Linked DNA regions of Mus musculus: region 1 is linked to region 2. A link is a contact called in public Hi-C data. All regions are on one chromosome and are shown on one strand. The core of a region is the stretch at or near the end of the contact, and the rest is flanking DNA. Distances in the headings are between cores, read along the strand shown.

Region 1 (5,280 bases), core at 70-2,569, 84 kb before region 2:
TGGGACATAGGAAAACTAGGTAGACATTCCTTTGGCAATCTTGTTAAGTTTAAATCTGACCTTGTTCTGGAACGGGGTAAGCCACTATCTACAGTTTTGTACATGACATAATTATTTTGAACGTATGCAACCTTAAGAAAGAAAGATCAAATTCATTCCTTTTTTTCCCCCCAAGAAGGGAAAAATTATGTCTGCAAACAGTGTGTCTTATTTTCCTGTTGGACAGCAATTGTTATTTATTTTTTTATTGCCTACTACTTGGACATGGTATCTAGGAGCCCAGTCATGCCTGCCACTAGTTAAATCCCACGTTCATACCTGGGAGTTACCATGAAGCATCAGTACACTTTTTATTTCACATGTATTTAATGTGACAGTTTCTCAGTACTGTATGTGTTAATTTCTACTTTTTTAATATTTAAAATTGCTTTTAAATAAACATATTCTCAGTTGATCCCAAGCATCTGACATCAGGCCATTTTGTGAGTTGTCCACTACTTTCTGACTGGGAAAAAAAAAACAAATGGTGTGGATTTCGGGCAGAGATGGGAAGCACAAGTCACTCTTGTCACAGCTCATTCTAGAGACGTAACAGCGTGTAGCCTTGCAGGCTCACCCTAGTCCCCTCGCACTCCCACTGTGTGTGAAGTTTTCATGAGGCGACAAACAACTGTCCATCCCAGATATGGCACTAAGGGCAGACCAGACAGTGTGAATCGTGTGTTTTAACTGGGGCTACTTAGAGGAGTTTCCATGAGAGGTTACTCATAGGGGCATGGGCAGCTTATAGGCAGCTACACCACTAAGAACTCTGAGCACCTTGTATCAGGGAGGGGAGGCCTTGTAAACCTTAACTACCTGTTTCTCCCTAGGGAGGAACCTCCTGAGTCCCTCCTCCAGGATGAATGTAAAGGCTCTCCCGTGGTGGTGGTCGTCCTTGCAGGGAGTCATGGCTACTGAACATTCAAGGCAACAGAGGAGATTATTTGCATAACTCTAACTTTGTGCCTTTTTCTGTGGCAAGGATCATATGTTAATGTGCTGAGCGCTGCATCGACTGTCTTGCATGGTTGTCACTCCTGATGCAGCCACAACGTCGGGTGGATGAAACAAATGCACTCTGCAGTATCTACTGTCCCCTCTATGCGCCCGAGGGTCCTGGAAATGAGGTGCAGGGAAAAGTATGCAAGGGTGGAGGTTCGTGGCTGAAAAAACCCTGAGTCAGGAGTCCACATGAGGCGTTCTCGCTCTGAGGCCATTCTCGAGACCCCTACAGTCAAGAGGCTTCATGACACGGTTCTAATCAGAGATAGCTGGGAGCAGAAGAAAGCTGCATCAGGACGATGTTGCCGTTTCCTCTTTTGAGAGCTAGTACACTTCCTGTCTGTTCACAAAGCGACACAAACACCATCCACCCAAGGAAAGCAGCTTTGACGGGGAAGACTGTGATTTCTAACTGGGATCTTTCCATAAGAGGGGGACAGTGACCTGTACAGTCCAGGATCCAAGGAGAGCCAGCTTATCTTGGGATAAAATGCCAGTCTCCCATTGGTTGCTTATGGTTTCAATCCCATGACACACCAACTTAGCAGCTGACCTCTAGAGAGCTGAAGCCATATCTAGAGGAATGGTCTAGAAACTGGAGGGTCCCTGGGGTCACCCCTGGCTCTCTGAGTGCTCAGTACAAACAGCCCATATTCCTTCAGACGGTACAGCCTTCTAGGAGGTGAGCTTCATGAGGCATAGCTGGATGATCCCCTCCAGGCCACAGAGAATGGCAGGTAATAGTTGCCAGCCCAAGTCCTGTGACCTCAATGTCACTGTCCCTCCCTTTTTCTCCTTGTCTTCTTCTACTCTAAGCCTGTGCCTGATCACCCCTATTTGTAAGTCTTCCTAACTCCCAGAGGGGCCAGTGGGGTGGTGACACAGACGAATGATGTTCAACTTTTATTCTGCCCTCTTCGATGGGTTCTCATGTCAGTTTTGCGTCGTGGGGCTATTGAATGGGCTCACTTCTGTCGTGAGTATCCTGTTCACTGTGTGTCACCATCTACGGGTGCCAGGCTGATACACTCAGCCTGGCTTCAGTGGCCAGTCGCCCCTGTGAGGATGAAGTCAACTGAATACTAACATGAGCCTACTAAGCTGATTTAGACATTTCCCGTGTGGCCAGAGGATACCAGACCTATGGGTGCAGAAAGCTCTATGTTCTCCCTGCAACACTCACAGAGCAGGAAGAGTTCAGATAAATGAATAAAATATATGAATCTTACAAATGTGGGCTCAGCTACAAGGGGACTGGCAACAGGGAGGTGACTGTTAAAGATTCAACTTGCAGTCTTCAGGGCTAGATAGAGGGTGGCACCCCAAAGCAGCCAGGGCAGGCAGCAGTAAGCAACTAGGCCAGAAACAGAAGGATGACTCCAGAATCATCTTTGCTACACTGCTCCCAGCCCTGCCTCCCCTTACAGGATAACGGTGCTAAGGCTGAGTTCTCTGTGTATTTACATAGGATGCTGGTTCACAGGTTAAGGAGCAACTTTAGTAAGAGTCAAGCTGTTCCTGGTGTTGGAGGCTAGATTTGAACCTAGCCTCCTAGTGTAAGCTTCTGAAAACAGGAGTTAAAGCTCAGATAAACACAGCTGTTTGCACAAGTCTTAGCACCCAGCAAACCCAAGCCAAGTACTATGAAGGCTTTTTGCTTCTACTAGGGGAGATGCCTTTGTTGGGATTCAAATGCCAACTTTACAGTTCCAAGCAGATCAGAAAGCAAAGGGTAAATGTGTCACCTGAACCAGCTTGAAAATGCACTGGCTGGTCTCTGAGCTTCTGGACTCAAAAGAGAACCGGGTTCCCAGACTCTGTCTCTGGAAGCTGAGCCCCAGGAGAGAGCCCAAGAATCAGCATTTTAAACACAGCCCTCCCTCAGGTGAGCCCCATGTACCAACAGTAGACATGGTCACTGCAGGACTACAGCTCCAATCTTAACTCTAGGATTGTCATCAGAAGTGAGGGTGGCCTAGTACCCTGTACAGGGCTTGCACAGGGACCTGCTTTGATAGTGTAAACCCTGCCCCGTCATGGACTTGGCACTTAGAAAACTGTACCTGGCACTTGCACCATAGAAAGGTACATGGAAAAGGACATAGACATTGGCATTCTACAGGCCCAGTTCATCCCAGCCATGGCCACATACCAGCAAAGGTGTCAACAGATATTACCGAGAGGCCAGTACAGGTTGCTGAAGCCCCAAGAGCCACGTTTCCTTTGATGTGTGTGTGGTACTTGGTCCTCAGCTACAGTAGATGGAAAGGTGTCTTCTAGAGCCACCCACTGGCTTCCTCTATCCCCTGTAGGCCAGAGAAAGCCCCAGGACTTCCTGTCACCTGCAGTGCATCTTCTGACCAACTCCAGGGTGGCAGTTTATGGGCCTGAACGGACCATTTTTTTCCCTTTTTGGGGGGTTTGGGGGAGAGGAGGAATAATATCACTTAGGCTCTGAAGGGTGGGAATTGAGTCAGGGGTACAGTTTCCGCTTTGACTTTTGTTTTAGGGTTTCTATTTTTCTGAGGAGAAATTGTTTGGTTATGTTTTGTTTCATGTTGTTTGAGACAGGGCTGACCTGGAACTCACTATGTAAGCCAGGCTGGCCTCAAACTTCAGGTGACTGCCCTGCCTCTTTGTCCTGAGTTCTGGGATGACAGGACCTGGGAATAAAACAACAACAAACAAACAAAAGAAACACCTTGGGCTTGTGCCTTAATCTTTCCAAGCTTCAGGTTTTTCCTCTGTGTACATGGATAAACAGCAGCCTTCGAACTGAACTGTGGTTCCTAAATGAAGACAGGAAGTGGGAAGGATTCCCCTCACTGTCCTCAGTGACAAGTGAGAAATTACAGAATCCACTGAGTGCTGACCATGCAGTCGGTGATCACTTGGCAGTCGTTGAATGACAGCACGTGACACGGTCAGTAGCTAGAAGGGACTCTGCTGCAAGGAGTGCTTGCTGCAGGAGGCACCAGATGGGTGTGCTGACACAGCTCAGTCCTGATGCCATCTCTGCCTAAGGATGTTGACGGATCCCATAGGGAAGGACTTGTTCCCCCAAGTCCTCAGCAGGAGTCACAAGCTGACAAGCTGACAGTGGCTATCAGTTGGGGTTCCCACAGACTCCACTTGGACTCACTTGCTAGGGTGGTCACAGAACTAACTGGAGGAAAGTCCTTCACCAGGTTTTTATAGAGGACAATGACAGAGGAACGAGCTGGAGATGTAAGTAGAGTAAGGTAAGATAGAAAGCGGGCTTCCAAACCAGGTCAGCTTCCCACCCTCCAACCAGCGCCAGGCGCTCAGTTTCCTTCCTTGAAGCTCTATCCTTTTAGGGCTTTGTAGAGGCTTTGTTCTGTGGATGGTTCCTAAAGCTCCCCTTAACCTTCGGTCCTCTGCCCTTCTGGCTGGCTGGGACACAGAACTGTAAAGTCAGAACCCTCTCCTCTTGCCTTGCTCTCTCCATAGTCAGCCTTGGGGGCCAGCAACCACCAACCAGTCATTAGCATATGAAAAAGACACTTGTCACCTCTGAGATTTGAAGGAATTGTGTGCCACAGTTGTGTGCCAGGGAAACCCGAGAAAGACCTATACACACATTTCGGGATCTCTCTGGGCCATTTTTTGCTAAAGAGAGTGATAGAAAGGCATAGAGCTGCCCCCTTAGAAGCCTGTGGAACCCCCTCACCCCCATGGGAGGTCAATGTTAGGGAGCCCTGCTGCACTTGGCTCAGCAGGCTTAAGCTGCATAGTGCTGACTCCCACACAGAAACAGGCAGGGGGACAATGGGCCTCTTATGGAGTCCTAAGCCACAGAACAAAGATGCAAAGGGCACATTGTCTGACAGTGCAAACTTGGTTCCTGCTCAGCTGGAACCACTTAAGCCCTAATTGGGAACTGTGACATAGGCCTGTCATCCCAGCTACCACCGGGGAGGCTCAGACAGGAAGATCTTGAGTTCAAGACCAGCCTGAGCAACACACACACACACACATACACACAAATACTTCAGCCACTAGTACTCTACCTTCAGTTACCAGTCAACTGCTCCTCTCCGACACTCTCTTCATGGCTATGCCAAACTAAGAAAAGACCAGTGGATATGCCCAGGCTAACTCTTCCCAACCTGTCCCTGTGGCCTCAACTTTCCCTCTCTACCCAAAGCCTAGAAGGCCCACCCTTGTCTGTACCACAAGAAGATGTCAATATATAGGACGTATTCAGTAATGAGA
Region 2 (5,578 bases), core at 175-2,674:
AGAAATGTGTTCCACTTGGAAATGTGACTGGGACTCATATACAGACCTTTAACTTAAGGGGATCTTGGTCACGAGGACATCAGGGGCTTCAGAGGGCTGGTTAAGGTTTTGTTAAATAGCAGGAAGGTCTTGGGTGTGATAGGGTGGCTTCATCTTTGGTTCTTTTGAAATGGCAGTTCTGACGTCTTTGTCCAATGTGAAATGAGCTTCCAGCCCTATCCCAGGCTTCACTGTCTGCTCTCATCAAATATTCATTGGCTCCTTGTCCACTGGGGGACTGTGGAGTCTGCTTGGAAGCCCAGGCTATGGAGGAGATGGTTGGGAGGAGCCTCTGGTCTGGAAGATTCCCTGTTTTGCTTATCCCAGGAAGAAGGGAGAAATTATCCAGCAGGTTTTGAATCTGACCTGGCTGCATCCAGATCTTGAGGTGGCTTTGGCTCTGCTGTTAGCCAGTGCTATACAAGAGTACCGTGTGGGACAACGAGCCCAGTCCTTGACTGTCAGAGAGGTGGGAAGGCGAGAAAGATGCTCTCCTCCTGAGTGTGCACGTCAGGTGGGTTGTAAGGCAACTGGGTAATGTAGCTTAGAAACCATAAACGTGTTTAGATTCTTGGACCCAGCAATTATAATCCAGGGAATTTATGTGGTCACCACTCATCCTCAAATAGTGGAACAACCAAAGCCTAGATGGCTGCCCCAGCAGCAACAGTTAATAAGGACAACTCTTTGGGGGTCAGAAAGTGCCTTGCTGGACAGTGGATTCTTATCCCCAGGGGCCAGGTAGGAAATGGGAGGTTGGAGATCCTGAGTGAATGAATGGTGCACTTGGGCTCTGCACTCTGGTGTGTACTTCCTTGTCCTGTGGCATTGCCTGGAAATGCAGGGTGCAGAGGCAGGAATCAGGAAGTTGTCAGGAAGGAAGAGAGACAGTTAGACAGTGTTGGAGAAACTGACACTGCAAGAGGTTGAATTAGTGTAATTCCGAGAGCGGGCTCTGAGCCTGACCAGGCTGTACACTCCAGAGTTTTGAAGTGGCTTTGGCTCTGTTATTACCCTGTGTCTCCCAAGAATGCACGTGGGGCGGCGAATGGATGAATGAAAGAAAGACAAAGGGATGAGAACATGGACAGCAGCTTCTGTAGGGAATTAGACATCAGGAAGGGGTCCGTTCCCCCCCCCCCCTAGAGTTGTGCAGCGTCTACATATAATTCAGTTGCACAAACCTCTTCTCACTAGGGAGTGTTGTAGTCTGCTGGCCCTGAGGCCACACTTTTCCAAAACCCTTTACCTAAAGGCTCTTTCTCCTGGCTTCGCTCCGCCCTTGAAAAAAAAAAGCCCCATTGTGAGCAGGTCTAGGGTCAGCTGGCATATTGGATATGGACACATAGCAGTGGAAGGGAACTGAGCTATTGCAGTGTGATGAAATACTCTGAGGCTGTTAAATGCTAAGTGCATCTGTGGGGAAAGAGGAGAAAGGCTTGGGAAATAGTTAATGCTCATCTCGAGATAGCAGTTAAGGCCGTGTGTTAAGGCCTGCGTGGGTGAAGGTTAGAGGAGAGGCATGGACACCTGGTAAAGGTAGCTGGGGTCTGATGGAGACGCCATCCATGTAGTGTCCTCAGCTAAGAGCCCTTTGGTTGCTGTCCCTACAACTCTGGTTTTCTTTGACCCCAGTTCCAATCAGTTATAAACCCAGGGAAATACATGACTACATATCTTAATTTTAGCATTTATTCTTTGCTTGGCTCGGGAGTGATATCTACAGGACCTTGAACATGCCAGCCAAGTGTTCTACAACTAAGCCACCCCCCAGCTCCAGACTGTTGTCAACTTGGACCCCTCCAGAGCCTCTCTGCTGGCCTCCTGGCCTCTATTGTCTCCCACAGTGGGTCCATTTGGACATCCTGTACCAAGTGGTCTTGATAGGAAATATATCAGATTCTGTTTCTCCCTTCGTTACAAGTATCTTTTCCTGTCACTGTGTTAAGATTTGCGGTGGCTTTGGCTTTTTATTGTCCTTCTCTCCTATCCCAGATGTCTCACAGACTTCTCTTGCTCCCTTGCTGCCCCGTTTTCTTGCCTCAGTTCCTCAGGACCAACTCTAAAGGTCCCCCAGCTTTGGCAAAACCTTCAGAGCTGTTCCAAGCAGAGATGGCTCCTTCTTACAACATACATTACAACATTCTCTGTTACAATTTCCAAGCTCTTGCTCTTTTATAGAAACCTCCAGAGACCTCAAAGAGGGACCATGTGTTCTCTACCTCAGACCTTCCCATGAATCCTGGGATATAGTAGAAGGGATAGCACAAAACGTTGATTGAACCCAACAGTTTATCTTAATGTTATAAAGATTTATTCATTTTCATTTGTGTGTATGTGTACATACACATAGGTGTAAGCATGTGGATACAGGTGCCTGTGAAAAGCCTGAGAGTGTCAGATTTCTTAGGAGTGGAAAATGGAAGGCAGTTGTGAGTGGCCTGATGTGAGTGATGGATCCTGATACACAAACACACACACACACACACACACACACACACACACACACACACACACATACACATTAACACATGCACGCACACAAACGTGCACACACACATGCACACACACAAACAGGCACACACACACACACACATGCACACAGACATACACGCACACTCACACACGCATGCACACACACACACATCCTCTGTAAGAACAGTTAAGTGTTCCTAACTGCCGAGCGTCCCTTTAGCTCTGTCATCATCGTCGTCGTGCTTTGAAATTTGAGAAGTAGACAGAGTGTAGTATATATATGTGGAGAATCAGACAGATCTCGGAGCTGACAGATTGCGTTCGAATCCTGGAACTGTCACATACTGAACCCCGCATTCCTCATTTACAAAGCGGACATGAAAACAGTACCAGATGGGTGTCTATGAAAAGCAAAGGAGGAAATGCAAGTCAAAGGCTGCGTACAATGCTTGGCACCGTGTAAGTAGTGAGAGGATTCCAGAGATCTGAGGTAGTGGCCCTGACTGCAGCGTCTCTGACTGGCCAGGCCTCTTTTGCCAACGTCTTCCCGGTGTCCTTCTGCTTGCTTTTGTAATCTAAAACTTCTAAACCTTTGGCCTCAGCTGAATGAAATGTGATTGTGGTGAGGCAGAAGGGGGGAGAAAGAACTGTGGAAGAAGAAATTTAGCCTTTCTTGTAGGGGGCTTGTTTCCTGAGCCAGCTTTCTGCACATGGGCAATGGTGGAGCTTGCTTGTGTTTCTCGCTATGTCCAGAAAATGGGTCCTGGGTCGATGAGGGGGAAGCTGCTCAGAAAGGAGCCTTTTGTGCTCTCAGCAGACCTGTCTCATTGTTTTTAGTCACCAGCCAACTCTTTTCAGAGTATAAGCACCTCAGGGCCAATGTCCACTTCTGATTCCCACAGATAGCATTAAGGCCAGTGGGTGAAGACTGTAGCGAAGTGTTCCTTATGGTTGGAGGTGTTCCAGCTAAACTGGATGTTCATGGGAGAGATTTCTGCAGTTGTTGTGTGGTTGCTTAGAGGGACCAGTCAGATACATGGTGTTACATTCGTGGGCCAATGAATACCAGTGTGTGTCAGGTAAATGGAGCAAGCCTTATTGGATGGTGAGGATAGTTTAATAAAAAATGATGAAAACCCGATGTAGTGTTGAGTCCAAAGCCTCCTGAAGTATAAAGATCTGAGATCTAGGATTCTTGCCCTCAATGTACAACCCCCACCCCAGGCTCTCCTGGATTGCATACCATATTGTCTTCATGAAACTGAAGAGGCAGACAGGCTTACTACAGTAGAAGACACCAGATTGAGTTAACTGGCTACATTTATCAAGGCCAGCGGTTCTTAAATGATGAGTGTTGGGAGTAAAGGGTAGGCTTGTGGGTTCGAACTGCCCCTAAGTTCATGAGTTGGAAAATCATATGCAGATTTGTGTCTATATATGCATCCTCCTAAGGAGAAAAAAAGAAAGTCCATACTTTCATGGGATTTTTCAGTTGGGGTCTTAACCCCCAAAATGCTCAAAACCTTACTTTCATCTTAGTGCTGTGCTCAGAAAACTAAATATAGTTATGGGAGAGGTAATTGTGCTAAACGTTTATATTTCCCTGCTAGTGCTCCGAGTTTTACAGCAGGATTCGAATGAACTAGTAGATGAGACCTTTTTTTGTGTGTTCAGAGGGGAAGGGAGCATTTATTTGCCGAGAGTGACAGTAGGATTAGAAAAGTAATTAAGTGGTGTAGCTCTACATCACATCAGAATTACAGCCCACTCGACGTTTCTGGAGTCGACGACCCCAGAACAAGGGTCTGATTTATCTAAAAAGACTGCCTGTGGTAAGCCACGTTATCAAGTGAGTCTCATTTCTGTTCCCAGACTGATCATTTAACACCTCCCAAGGGCGTCTCTGCGATAGCATCGCAGGCGATAACGGAGCTTCTCCCTAGGCCCTGGGGAGCCTGCCTAGTGCCAGAGCTGCCTCTGGAAGCGCGCGCGAGAGGCTCAGTACCAGGCCCGAGGGGAAAGGCTTGCTGCCAGGAGCCAGACCTCTCCAGGTGCGGGATGCTGGAATGTGGCGTCTCCCTGGGTAATTAGCTCAGAGCCTTGGTCTCTTTTTGAGCTTGTACTTGTTCACCGCCGCAGTAAGACCCTGGCAACCTCCCGAACGCCGCCTCCCGCGAAGGTGCTGCCCCTTTAAGGGAGGGCGTGGTCTCGTATGGCGTGGCCGCGCCCCCCGGCTTTCCTTGGGGCGCGCCGGACCACCTGTCTCCGGCCGCGCCCCGCCCCTTTCCCGAGGGGTGGGAGAAGAGGGCGGGGAGGACGGTCCAGGCTTTACCTTGCGCAGCGGTCGCGCGGCGCATGCGCACGGCCGGACAGGTCCGCGGCGCCCTCACTTCCTGGCACTCCCCCTCCCCCCTTCGCCGTTACCCTGTACATCCGGGTCTCTTGCCCTCCCCACTCCAAGCCGCCGTCGCCGCTGTCGCCTGGCTCTTCGCGGCTCCGCCAGAGGGGCAGGTGCGGAGGGGCTCCCGGTCCGGCCGCCGCCGCCGCCGCCCCGCTCCGGGCCCGGGGCTCCCCCTAGCGCCGTGACGAGCCGCCGGCGGCCGAGAGAAGCGCGGCCGAGTGCCCGAGCTCGCGGCGGGTGAGTGACCGGCCGGTCGTCTCCTCACGCCCCTTGCGCCGCGGCGGGCCGCGCGGCCGCTCTGCGCGCTCCCGGCCCTGCCTGGGCCCGGCCTCCGCCCATTCATTCTCGGCGTCCGCTCTTCCGCCCGGGCCGCGGCGCGTGCGGGAGCCGGCAGCCCCGTGCCGGGCGCTTCTCGGCTCCCCGGCTTTTTTGCCTGCCATCCTGCCCCCGTGCTCCGCTGCGCCCCGACTCCCAGGCTCCTCCGTGCCCCGGCGTTCCCTGCTTTCCGGGCCAGCTCTCCCGGGCCCTCACCCCTCCTTTCCTCGGACCATGCCACGCTTTGCCGGGACACCCTGCGCCCCTGGAGGGTTTGTGTGTCTTTGCTCCCATCGCTGCGTCTTTCACCTATGAGGCCAGACCTTTCAACTTTTAATTCCCCGCGTT

Evidence for each region. Hi-C and Micro-C count contacts between places; a contact is called where the count stands out from the background.
Region 1: a Hi-C map of bone marrow-derived macrophages shows a contact between it and region 2, with 46 read pairs. A contact is called at or near these places in 9 of 484 Hi-C or Micro-C datasets (B cells, the HL-1 cell line, Sertoli cells and 6 more), 7 of 130 datasets of targeted methods (CD8 T cells, the HPC-7 cell line, the NIH/3T3 cell line and 4 more) and 3 of 9 other capture datasets (adipose tissue, bone marrow-derived macrophages and liver).

The regions. Positions count from the first base shown.
Region 1 is chr15:64,082,035-64,087,314 of GRCm38.p6, reverse strand. Asap1 (ArfGAP with SH3 domain, ankyrin repeat and PH domain1) reads left to right here. Exons shown (of 31, transcript NM_010026.3): 31 at 1-475. Among named protein-coding and RNA genes, the nearest start is that of Gm20717, 14 kb to the left of the region's middle.
Region 2 is chr15:63,997,472-64,003,049 of GRCm38.p6, reverse strand. The region is part of intron 2 of Cyrib (CYFIP related Rac1 interactor B); the gene reads left to right. Among named protein-coding and RNA genes, the nearest start is that of Gm25628, 26 kb to the left of the region's middle.